Regions from separate parts of the Acanthopagrus latus genome. Here region 2 is linked to region 1. Evidence: chromatin contacts called from public Hi-C data. All regions are on one chromosome and are shown on one strand. The core of a region is the stretch at or near the end of the contact, and the rest is flanking DNA. Distances in the headings are between cores, read along the strand shown. Region 1 holds the start of LOC119012137 (A-kinase anchor protein SPHKAP). Region 2 holds the start of daw1 (dynein assembly factor with WDR repeat domains 1).

Region 1 (4,905 bases), core at 335-2,834:
GCTTGGTTTGACATGTCCAGGGATTTACCTTTTAAAGAAACAATATATGACCACTTCCAGTAAATAAATACACTACTCTGTTTTGAGAAGCGAAGCCCACTGTGGTAAAAGCAGATTTAGATTGAGCCAGAGTTTGAAACATGATGGAGAGGTGTACACTTGCTGTCAGAGGAGGGCTACAGGTGAACAGTCAGGCTGCACGCTGTGAAAAATAATAATCAAAAATCATTTTTATTTTTTTTTTCCTTTTGACTATTTGTGCTCCTAAAGCGACTCGAAGAATTTGACAAACATGTAGTGAGAAACAACATCATTCATAATGATTTGATCGGTCATATGTTGGTGTATGTTATCTATCTAAGTTGACAGAGTGGTGATAAAGATTTTGTGCATGTTTTGGGGCACCGAACTGTCAAAGCCTCTGCTGAAGTCACGGCACTTGATATTCAAGAACAGAGCCAGTGACAGAGAGACACTTAACCAACTTAGACAGCATCCTCCTCAGCCACAATGAAGTGATAATCACACTTCAGCCTGAGACATCTGACACACTAAATCAAACTGTAGAGGGTTTTTTTTTTCTGCTGGTCAGTGTTACACAAGGCTTCAGCTCATATACTATATTATATTTATTGAAAAACTTATATCACTTTTTGAATGCTTGTTTGAAAGTTTAAGTCCGTTGCTTTTGACACCAAAATACCTTCTAACTTATGCATATCATGCAATGATATATTCTCTAGTGTGTATTGTGTAGAATATTACACAAATAAGGGCTAATTTCACTGAATGGAGGCAAAGCAAATACATGTGATGACATTGATTAATTTCATTAATTTCAAAGTATTGATTTAGTATTTTCATTAGCTGTGTCTATTTTCCCTGAAGGGGCCTTAAAATTGCATTGGGTGTGTTTTCAGAAGTAGAGACTCTGTAAAGTAATTAACAGTTTAACTATCAAGAAATTGTTTAATAAGTTTGATAAAATGTTTTACTTAATGATTATGAGTTTACCCCCCTTATCTTTAATCTAATCAATTTAAAATTTACATTGGAAGTTGATAAAGATTGAAGGGATGCACATATGAAACTCTTGTAGCTTTATATATCAATAAAGACATAACTGTTGGGGAGTATGTGCATGTGGTTATATATGCTTATGTGTACATGTGTTCATGCCATGAGTTAATGTACGGACATATCTGCTGCTGTGTGTATTTATGTAAAATATGTGTGTATATGTGTATTAAAACAGAAAGTTTGTTCATCCTCATTCAGTCTTCAAATGTGTTGTTTTCAGATAGAGATATTGTTATTCTGTGCCTATTGTGTGTGTATGTTTAAGTACCCAGTCGATATGATTTCATATAATTTGATAAGGCAGTTGAAAGTCATTACAATCAGTTTCAGTAAAAATAAAGTCATTTAAAAGAGAATAAAACAGTTATAAACGAGGTGAAAAACACTTTGAAAAGGTGTAAACATACCTGTCAAGATAAACTAATCTGATATCTACCTGTTTAGCCTTTTGAGAGACGATGCTTGTGATTGATTGGTCATACCTGCAGAGGCCGGAAGGGGGAGCTCTAAGCCGCGACGACAGGTTGTCTATGAAACTGCCGGAGAGGAGGCCTTGTGTCTTGCTGATATTTACCCCTTTTCAGGTACGAAATTATTGTTAATGCTTTAGAATTTTTTAGTATGTTGTTTTTTGTGTATTTTACGGACATGCATACCAAATTATTAGTGTTTTGGAAACATTTTGTTTAATGTTTTTTATTTCTAGCTTGTTTGCTGTTAAGAAGCAGCTAGCTTAACTCTGTCCTCATGTCATGATTAATTAATCAGTATGATGCATATTTTGTGCATTTAAGATACAGAGTATAATGCTGCAAGTGTGTGTGTAGTTAAATGCTAATGCATTTGTCAGTTGATGAAGCACCTGCTCAAGAAACTTAAGAAAAAAGGACTATAACAAATGCAGAGACAAGTGCATATATGCACATATTTTTTTTAAAATTCCTATTCTAATTTAATTTTATGTTTATTCATAGGCCTTTTCATGTGTAATTAACAGGTGGCTTTGACTCTTTGTCAAAGAGAAAGTGAGAAATGCAAATATATTTACCTGTCTGCTCATAATAATAATAATAATAATAATAATAATAATAATAATAATAATAATAATAATAATAATAATAATAATAATAGTAATTTCAGCCCTTAACATCATGTCTTACCTCTAAAACAAAGTGTAATCAACTGGAGTCATCGTTTTTTTAGTTGTCGAACTGAACTCACATTAGTCCTTCAGTTGACCTCAGCCTCGTCTCTTACTATCAACATGAATTCCTAGAAAATTTCTCTGGTCACTCCTTCCATACCAGAACAGCTAAATCAACCTCCAGCAGAACACTTCGCATCACTTAATCAACCTCGCTGGTTGCTGGTTATCCCAAGCATCCCATCCGCTCTGAAGTCAAGAGCTGCAGTATTCTCAGTCATCAGTGTTTGCTTGGAAAGATTTATGTGGGTCTGCTGAGCCCAGGAGCTAGAGATCCTTGCCAAAATCTTCATCACAGTACCAAATTTCACGTTTTAGTTACAAATTACCTTGGTATTGAAAAGTTGGAAAGGAGGTCAGGAGACTGTTTCTATTAACTGTCAGCAGAAAGGACATTTTGTTGGTCTGTAACCAAACACCTTGTTAGTTGTCTTTATCCTTATTCAAGGACGTGTGTGTGTGTGTGTGTGTGTGTGTGTGTGTGTGTGTGTGTGTGTTTCTGCAGCATGTGACTAAGTGGTTCCAGGACCGTCCCCCGTCTGGGTTATCTTGACTTTCCTGTCAACATGTCACATCCCACAACAGCTCTGTTCCTGGAGAGGCAAGGGAGGGCTCCAGGTGCTACTAATGGACAATCTGAAAGGTGTGTGTGTGTGTGTGTGTGTGTGTGTGTGTGTGTGTGTGTGTGTGTGTCTGTGTTGTGTCCATATTTGCATGTGTGTTATTGGAATTCTTTAATGATTTTCTCTGCATTATGCCATCACCGCTTCATACCTAAAATACTTAATAGGTTGATTGCCAATGGTTCCTAAAACAAGGTGACAGTTGCAGCACAGCAGCAGTTTGTTAGTTAGGTTCAGGACAATATAGTGAGTTTGGTTGAAATTACCATGATACTTATCTAACTTTATTCACAAACATACCTTCATAAAATACATTTCTTAAATTGTGTTACATAGGTAACATTATGTACTCGACTTTTGGTTACACATGGGACATTAGGAGTGGAGTCCTGCTCTTGTTTAACCAGACATTCTTCCCCGACCTCCTCCCTTCATGGACTGTTGCTCTTAATACTACTTCCCCTGACTTCTGACTTCTGACACCTGACTCCTTTGCTGCCATTATTGTTGTTACTTCAGCCACGAGAGGACACCGCTGAACGAGAAACGTAAATTTGGGTTGTTGCATTTCTTTTCATAAAATAACCTACAGTATGTGGTTGTTTTTCTGATGTGGACGTGCTGCACGGTACACATATTCCAGTTGATGATTACAAACATTAATATTATGAAGCACTGTGCTGCTGTATGCTGAAACGGGTGGTGGATAAAAGTTTTCATAAAGATCAGTAACAGCAGACCCACTGTGGTTCAGCCAAATACCTCCAACTAGGTCAGGACGCTGTGTTAAGTCCATATATAACTACCAACACGTGTGCACTCAAATACACCATTTCACACCTCTTACACCTCTGTCATGGATGAACACATTGTATTGTTAGATTTAAGTCCTGAAACAGTGCATGTCCTTGACCAGTTGCAGTTGTTCTTTTTGACATCACATATGACTATTTAATGAGACATTGTCCTTGGACTCATCTCCAGGCATCGCAGCTCGCTCAACGCATGAATAAATAAGGCATGGAAACTGCTTCAGGGAAGCAGCCGATGACAGGAAAATACAGAGGTAGCACTTGAACGGAGTGGACATTTCTCATTTCTCATGAATAATAATGACATGTCCATGTGGATAATTTAAAGTATACAGGCAAAGACAAATCTCCCATCAGAAAGGGAAGCCAGCTTCACCTCTGGTGGTAATGAGAAGCTTCCATGGCTTCAAGGGGAGCTAATCCAGAGCTCTTGATCGGAAAACAGTTGAGCCACTGCCCGGTGTTTAGCAGCAGAGGTCTTGTTTGTGATGCAACTCAGAAGTTGGATGCATCTCCTTCAAAAAGGCTGTCACATAAATCTTTAATTTATACATGCATATTTTTGCATGGAGGTATTGAGATTGAGATTAAATGTGCAATGACATGATACTCAATAAGCACGGTTTGGTTTCATTTAACAGCTGGACAAAGAAACAAAAGAATAAACCAGGGGACCATCACATTTCCTACTGGGAGACGATTGATGCTGTCATGTTTGTATGCTGAATATGAAACTTTAGAATGGTGCAGTAATGAAAAATCAGTCGGCACATTTGCACTTTCACTTCACTAGTCTGAAAGTCATTGAGTTTTTTTAATGGGTTTTCGGTTAACTGCCTGAAGTAATGTCTGTGGTTCCCACAGGCAAAGGTTATTTTCATGCTTTTTTCTACAACATAAAATATATCATCTACTGTCCCACAATTTCATTATAAAAGACTTGTGTGTCTTAAAAATGGAGTTGCAAACAAGTGGCTAAATTATACTACAGAAGGGGACATAAAACATCATCACACTGAACACTAAGTCTCATCTGCTCACTAGTTGTCCAGTTCCTGACGGAGAATTGCTGACAAAAAGCCCCAGGTCAGAGGCAAATTGGTGTGTGCTCCTGTTAAGGACAAATGGTGTGTGTCAACTGTTTAAAGACAAGCTAAAGCTTTGTAACTGTGTCATCCTTGCTGAA
Region 2 (5,108 bases), core at 811-3,310, 140 kb after region 1:
ATGTTCTCAGTTGCTGTACAGGTTTTGCTGACAACGCTCATTACCCATATGGGTTGTTGAAGGTAATTGCATACACCACGTTTCTGTGACCCTCCAGCGTGTGCAGCTCTCTGCCTGAGGCTGTGTCCCAAACCCTACATGTCCTGTCATAGCTCCCAGTGATAAATCTGCAGAGTGTTAGAGAGAACAATAAACAACAACGACAAAAATACAGAGCTTTTCCTCAACTCCAGAGTGCCAGACTTTTGTGTGTTGCAGATAAACTTACCTTGACCCTGATTTGTCAAAGGCAACATTTGTCAGTGGCAGTATGTGTGCCTTGAGCTCCTGCTTAAAAAAAAAACAGACCAGAAAGAGGTTGGGAAAAATAACCTCCAAGGCAGTGTTGTTATTTACTTCATTCATCTTAGATGACCCCATTTACAATTCTTCTGACTTTGATGTAAAGGGAACACCTCTCCCTCTTGGCTCTTCAGTGGTGGAAGGATTTTCTCTCTTTATGCAGAATAATCTCTCACCAGTTTCATGACTATCCTCTGACTTACTGCCCCCTAACCCACCCTGAGCTCATACAAATTAAGTCTTGTGTATTCCTCAAGATGCTAAGACACTCATGCAGCACCTGTATCATGTTACAAGACAGACTGTTACCATGATTCTAATTTTTTTTAAAATTGTAACTTAACCACTGCTGCTCTCTAGTGCCTCTTTTGAGCACTGGCATATTTCACTAGTCAAACTCATCACTTTCCACGTATGTACAGAATGTTAACAATGAACAAAAAACAGACTATACAGACTATAATGTTCTGCTGTAATAAGCTAATATTGCAAAATGTTTTATCATCCAAAATCACAGCTGTACAGAAAGAAAATAAATGAATGGATGTCTTCACCAAGAGCTACTTTATAGATACTTATCACTGTGCTGACTGATTCATTATCCACCAGTAGTACCGACCAGTATCGGTTTGATTTCTGACCTTCATGAAACAGAACCTGTGGTGGTCCTGCTGCTTCTGTTTCTGTTGAAGTCGAACGATCAGCTGTTTAACCTGATTAGCGCGGGAGCCTGTGATCAGAGGCTCTGATTGGCTGATTTCTGCCAACAGGTCATCTGGGTTTGTTCTGCATGGTGGGGAAAGTGTGACTTTTAAACCTCAGACTGACCGATGGTGATACTTTTAAAAATGATAACATGACTTTTATTTAGGAATTGTAAAGGGTAAAAACATCAGTTGCAACTCATCCAAATAACGTTTATAAACGGACCACACAGCATTTATTATCATGAGGATCTTGCCAATAAACAATTGCTAATAAGTCATTTATAAAGCACGTCATTGCTTGTCAACTGCAACAAAGTTAAACAGTTAAACAAAGTTAAATTAACTGTGATTTTGCCGTTTTGAATCATATATAATTGTCTATCTTAATGATATCATAGATATTATAAAATCTTACCTAATATATATGTATTAAGAGACCAAGAAAATAATACAGATGACCCTGCTCCCACAATAGAGTTTTATGACATTACACTTATCAAAAAGCCACTAGGCTGTTGGCTAGCTTCATACATTTAACAATGTATGACACAACTCACGCACTCTGGAGTCAAATCCAAAAGGTCGATTGATTTGGTCCTCAACTGCCCTCCTTTGTCATATTCCAGGATTATACCTGATAGCAGAAAAAAAAACATTTAAACGAGGAGCGGCTATCCATGTCGGCTAAACTGAACAGAACTAGCATTCACTCGGCTAACATTAACCAACATAGTGGTGCAGCTAGTAACGTTAGCATGTAAGTTGTTGTCAAAGTTGAAAACCTTCCTCTACAACAGTTCCATTCAGACGAAGTGACGTTACAGATGGGACACCTTTGCGTATTTTAATTATTTGTATTACCTGGAGGATAATATCTGAGGAGGAACCGCTTTAGTTTCATGTTTCCATGTGTTGGGTTAGCTAGCTTCTTCACATAACCTATCAACAAAGCGTTGCTATGGCAACAAACTCGCGGCACGTGCAGTAATGACGCATGCGTATCACGAAGATAAAACCTTAACGCTCAGGTGGCACCGCTTTTATTTTGAAATTGTACAATAGATTAGGCAATAGATTGGAGATAATACATCAGTGTTTGACTCTGAAGAGAACAGAGCGCAGAATGTAAACAAAATTATATTTCAACAGACAAACAGTAAAAATAAAGATACATTAAATGAAAACATAACAGTTCTAATCAATCAAAAGCTATGGCGTTTCCTCTAATAATCCTAAGGCATCAGTACTGTCCAGAAGTTTCATTGCTCTTTTCTTTTTCATGCATTTTCGAGAATTTTAAAATAAATAAAGTTTCTTCATAATAATCGTCCGTTAGGGGTTGTGTTCTGATACATTTCCATTTGAGGAGAAAGGTTTACTTAATAGAAACGAAATATTCGACAAAACCTTATATTTCTTATCTTCCATTATAACTCCAAAGTATTGCTATAAAAGGAAAAAGACAAATATTCTTAAATGATCTCAAATTATTATTATTATTCTCAAATTATCTGCTTCCTGTGCTTAAGATATAACACAGATATTAAGATATATATATATATATATATATATATATATATATATATATATATATATATATATATATATATATATATATATATATATATATATAATTTAGTAATAATTCTATTTAGTAATAATTCTAATATTTTACTATTTAAATATTACTGTTTTTACGGCTGTTGACATTTCTTTTTTGAGAAATGATTAACCATTTACTAATAACTTTGCTGCTGAAGTGGAGTCATCTTATTTCTGAACTCTTACCTCTGCTTAACAATAACATGTCTCTCTTTGTTCACTTGTTTGATATAATCTAGCAGAGGCTAGTAACTGGAGAAAGCCTCATTACATCAACTCTCAGCTTTCCCTCTGTTTCCTAACAGTTCAAAGTCTATCGCTAATAAACTTTGACGAAGGCACGTGCAGATCACAAAGATACTGTGTGGTTGTTTAAGCTACTATTCCTGATAGCTCTGGGAAACACTCTTGTATTTAAGGGACGAGCCGTGTAGTCAGACTAAAAACCAAGACCACGGTTTTCAGGCAGCACTCTTGGAAATAAAGACCAAAGAAGATCCCTGGGAGATTCTTCTCAGGTAAAAGCATGGCGTGTTGGGCCAAGCTGGAGTCCTCCAGCTGGATTTATCCCACTGCACTCCTGTCCCTCTATGGGTTTTTTGCAAACTGCAGGGTAGCAGAGCCCTTCCTCACAGCATACTTAATTGGACCAAACAAGAACATCTCTGAAGAAGTGGTAAGAATGGCAGTCACATACACAGTCCTCTATGCTAACATAGAATTAATTTACAGTTTGAGTCTTTTATTAGCCGTACTTCTATGAGATCAACTGCTCTTCAGTTTCAGTTGATGATGAGATAGGCATGCCTGGTTCAGCATCTTGTTCTCTGTTGCTTGTTGTTTCCCCACAGGTGACCAACTACCTGTTCCCTATCTGGACATACTCCTACCTGGCGTTCCTTTTCCCTATTTTCCTCCTGACTGACTTCCTGAGGTATAAACCCCTCATTATGCTGCAGGGGCTCTTCCTGGTCACCAACTACATCCTGCTCTGCTTTGCCCCGGGTCTGCCTGCTATGACCTTCCTTCAGGTCCACTGAAACACAGTTGAAAATTGTTGAAAATCCAACATTTAGTTCTCAAATAATGCAGACGACTTTGGGCCCACTGCAAAAAATGACTGAAATCTTTTTAAAACTGTTCCATCCAACCAACAGGTCAACTATGCTGTTGTGACGTCCACAGAGGTGGCCTACTTCTCCTACATTTACAGCGTGATTCCGGTTGAGAATTACCAAAGAGCCACTGGTTACCTGCGGAGTGCCATGCTGGCTGGATATACATTCGGTGCCAGCCTGGGCCAAATTCTCATCTCCTTGGCGGGTAGGGTATCTTAGCCTATAATAAATGAGTTCCCTATATTCTCTCCTCGTTAAGGTGAAGGCATAACAAAATTCACTGCAAAGAAGATTATAAAGGAACTGCACTCATCTAACTCAAGCACTGATGAGCTCTAATCAACAGGAGTGGACTACTTCTACATCAATGCTATCACCCTGGGGATTGTAAGCATGGCTTTTCTCATCTCCTTCTGGCTGCCCATGCCCCAGAGGAGCCTGTTCTTCAAAGGCAGAGAAGCTGCAGCTGGGGGCCTGCAGTCCCAGCAGGGGGGGCCACCGGGACCGAATGGGCCTGAGGAACCGGTGGTGTATAAGGACGGAGCTGGCTCGGAGAGAGAGAAGATGGAGCATGATGGCAGCACTGGCTGGTGCAGCGGGGAAAACATGGCCTCCGCGGGCCATCTACTTTGGCGAAGCTTCAGGGAGTCGTATTCTTCCAGGCATTTACTTTTTCACATTTATTTTTTTTCAATACACATTACACTTGGAATGTAGATCTCCTGAGCCTTTTGTCCTGTATGATTGTTTAATGTGTAAAATGTATTCACATGGTATTAAGTCATTATATAGTATTTAAAGCCTTACTAGTTGCAATCATTATGATACTGCATTTTAATTATGCCCACCATGCAGGCGTTTAATCTACTGGTCCCTGTGGTGGGCTCTGGCCACTGCTGGCTATGTGCAGGTTTTCAACTACATCCAGTTGTTGTGGGACCATATAGAACCATCTGCCACATCGTCCATCTACAACGGAGGTGTAGAGGCTGCGTGCTCTCTTGTGGGTAAGACTGGTGTGTGTGTGTGTGTGTGTGTGCGTTTGTGTTTGCATGCGTGTAAAAGAGAAAAAGGTCCCTATATCTGAGCTACCTCAGTCTGATCTGGTATCATCATGTAGAGAAAGTCTGGAAATATTCTCTATTTTTATTAACATCAACAAACCCCATCAAATAATCATATATCCTGTATAGCCAAGGCTTGTTCTTCTCTGCTTTATATATCCATTACTGTCCAAAAAAGCACATCAGCTAGTCACACTATTGCACTGGATCATATGCTCCATTACTACAATGAATATGGCCACTGTAGGTCATTTTTATGCCATTTTTGTCAATAT

What was found. Hi-C and Micro-C count contacts between places; a contact is called where the count stands out from the background.
Region 2: a contact with region 1 is called in a Hi-C map of muscle, with 2.7 times the contacts expected there. The contact joins the promoter of daw1 here to the promoter of LOC119012137 in region 1. A contact is called at or near these places in 3 of 4 Hi-C or Micro-C datasets (liver and muscle).

What each region holds. Positions count from the first base shown.
Region 1 is chr2:19,004,301-19,009,205 of fAcaLat1.1, forward strand. It overlaps LOC119012137 (A-kinase anchor protein SPHKAP), which reads left to right and starts at 1,585. Exons shown (of 14, transcript XM_037085692.1): 1 at 1,585-1,664; 2 at 2,790-2,927.
Region 2 is chr2:19,145,010-19,150,117 of fAcaLat1.1, forward strand. It overlaps daw1 (dynein assembly factor with WDR repeat domains 1), which reads right to left and starts at 2,061. Exons shown (of 12, transcript XR_005072476.1): 1 at 1,911-2,061; 2 at 1,611-1,683; 3 at 984-1,128; 4 at 269-330; 5 at 45-167. It overlaps slc19a3b (solute carrier family 19 member 3b), which reads left to right and starts at 2,985. Exons shown (of 8, transcript XM_037117767.1): 1 at 2,985-3,327; 2 at 3,503-3,682; 3 at 3,809-3,974; 4 at 4,116-4,431; 5 at 4,625-4,776. The coding sequence starts at 3,178.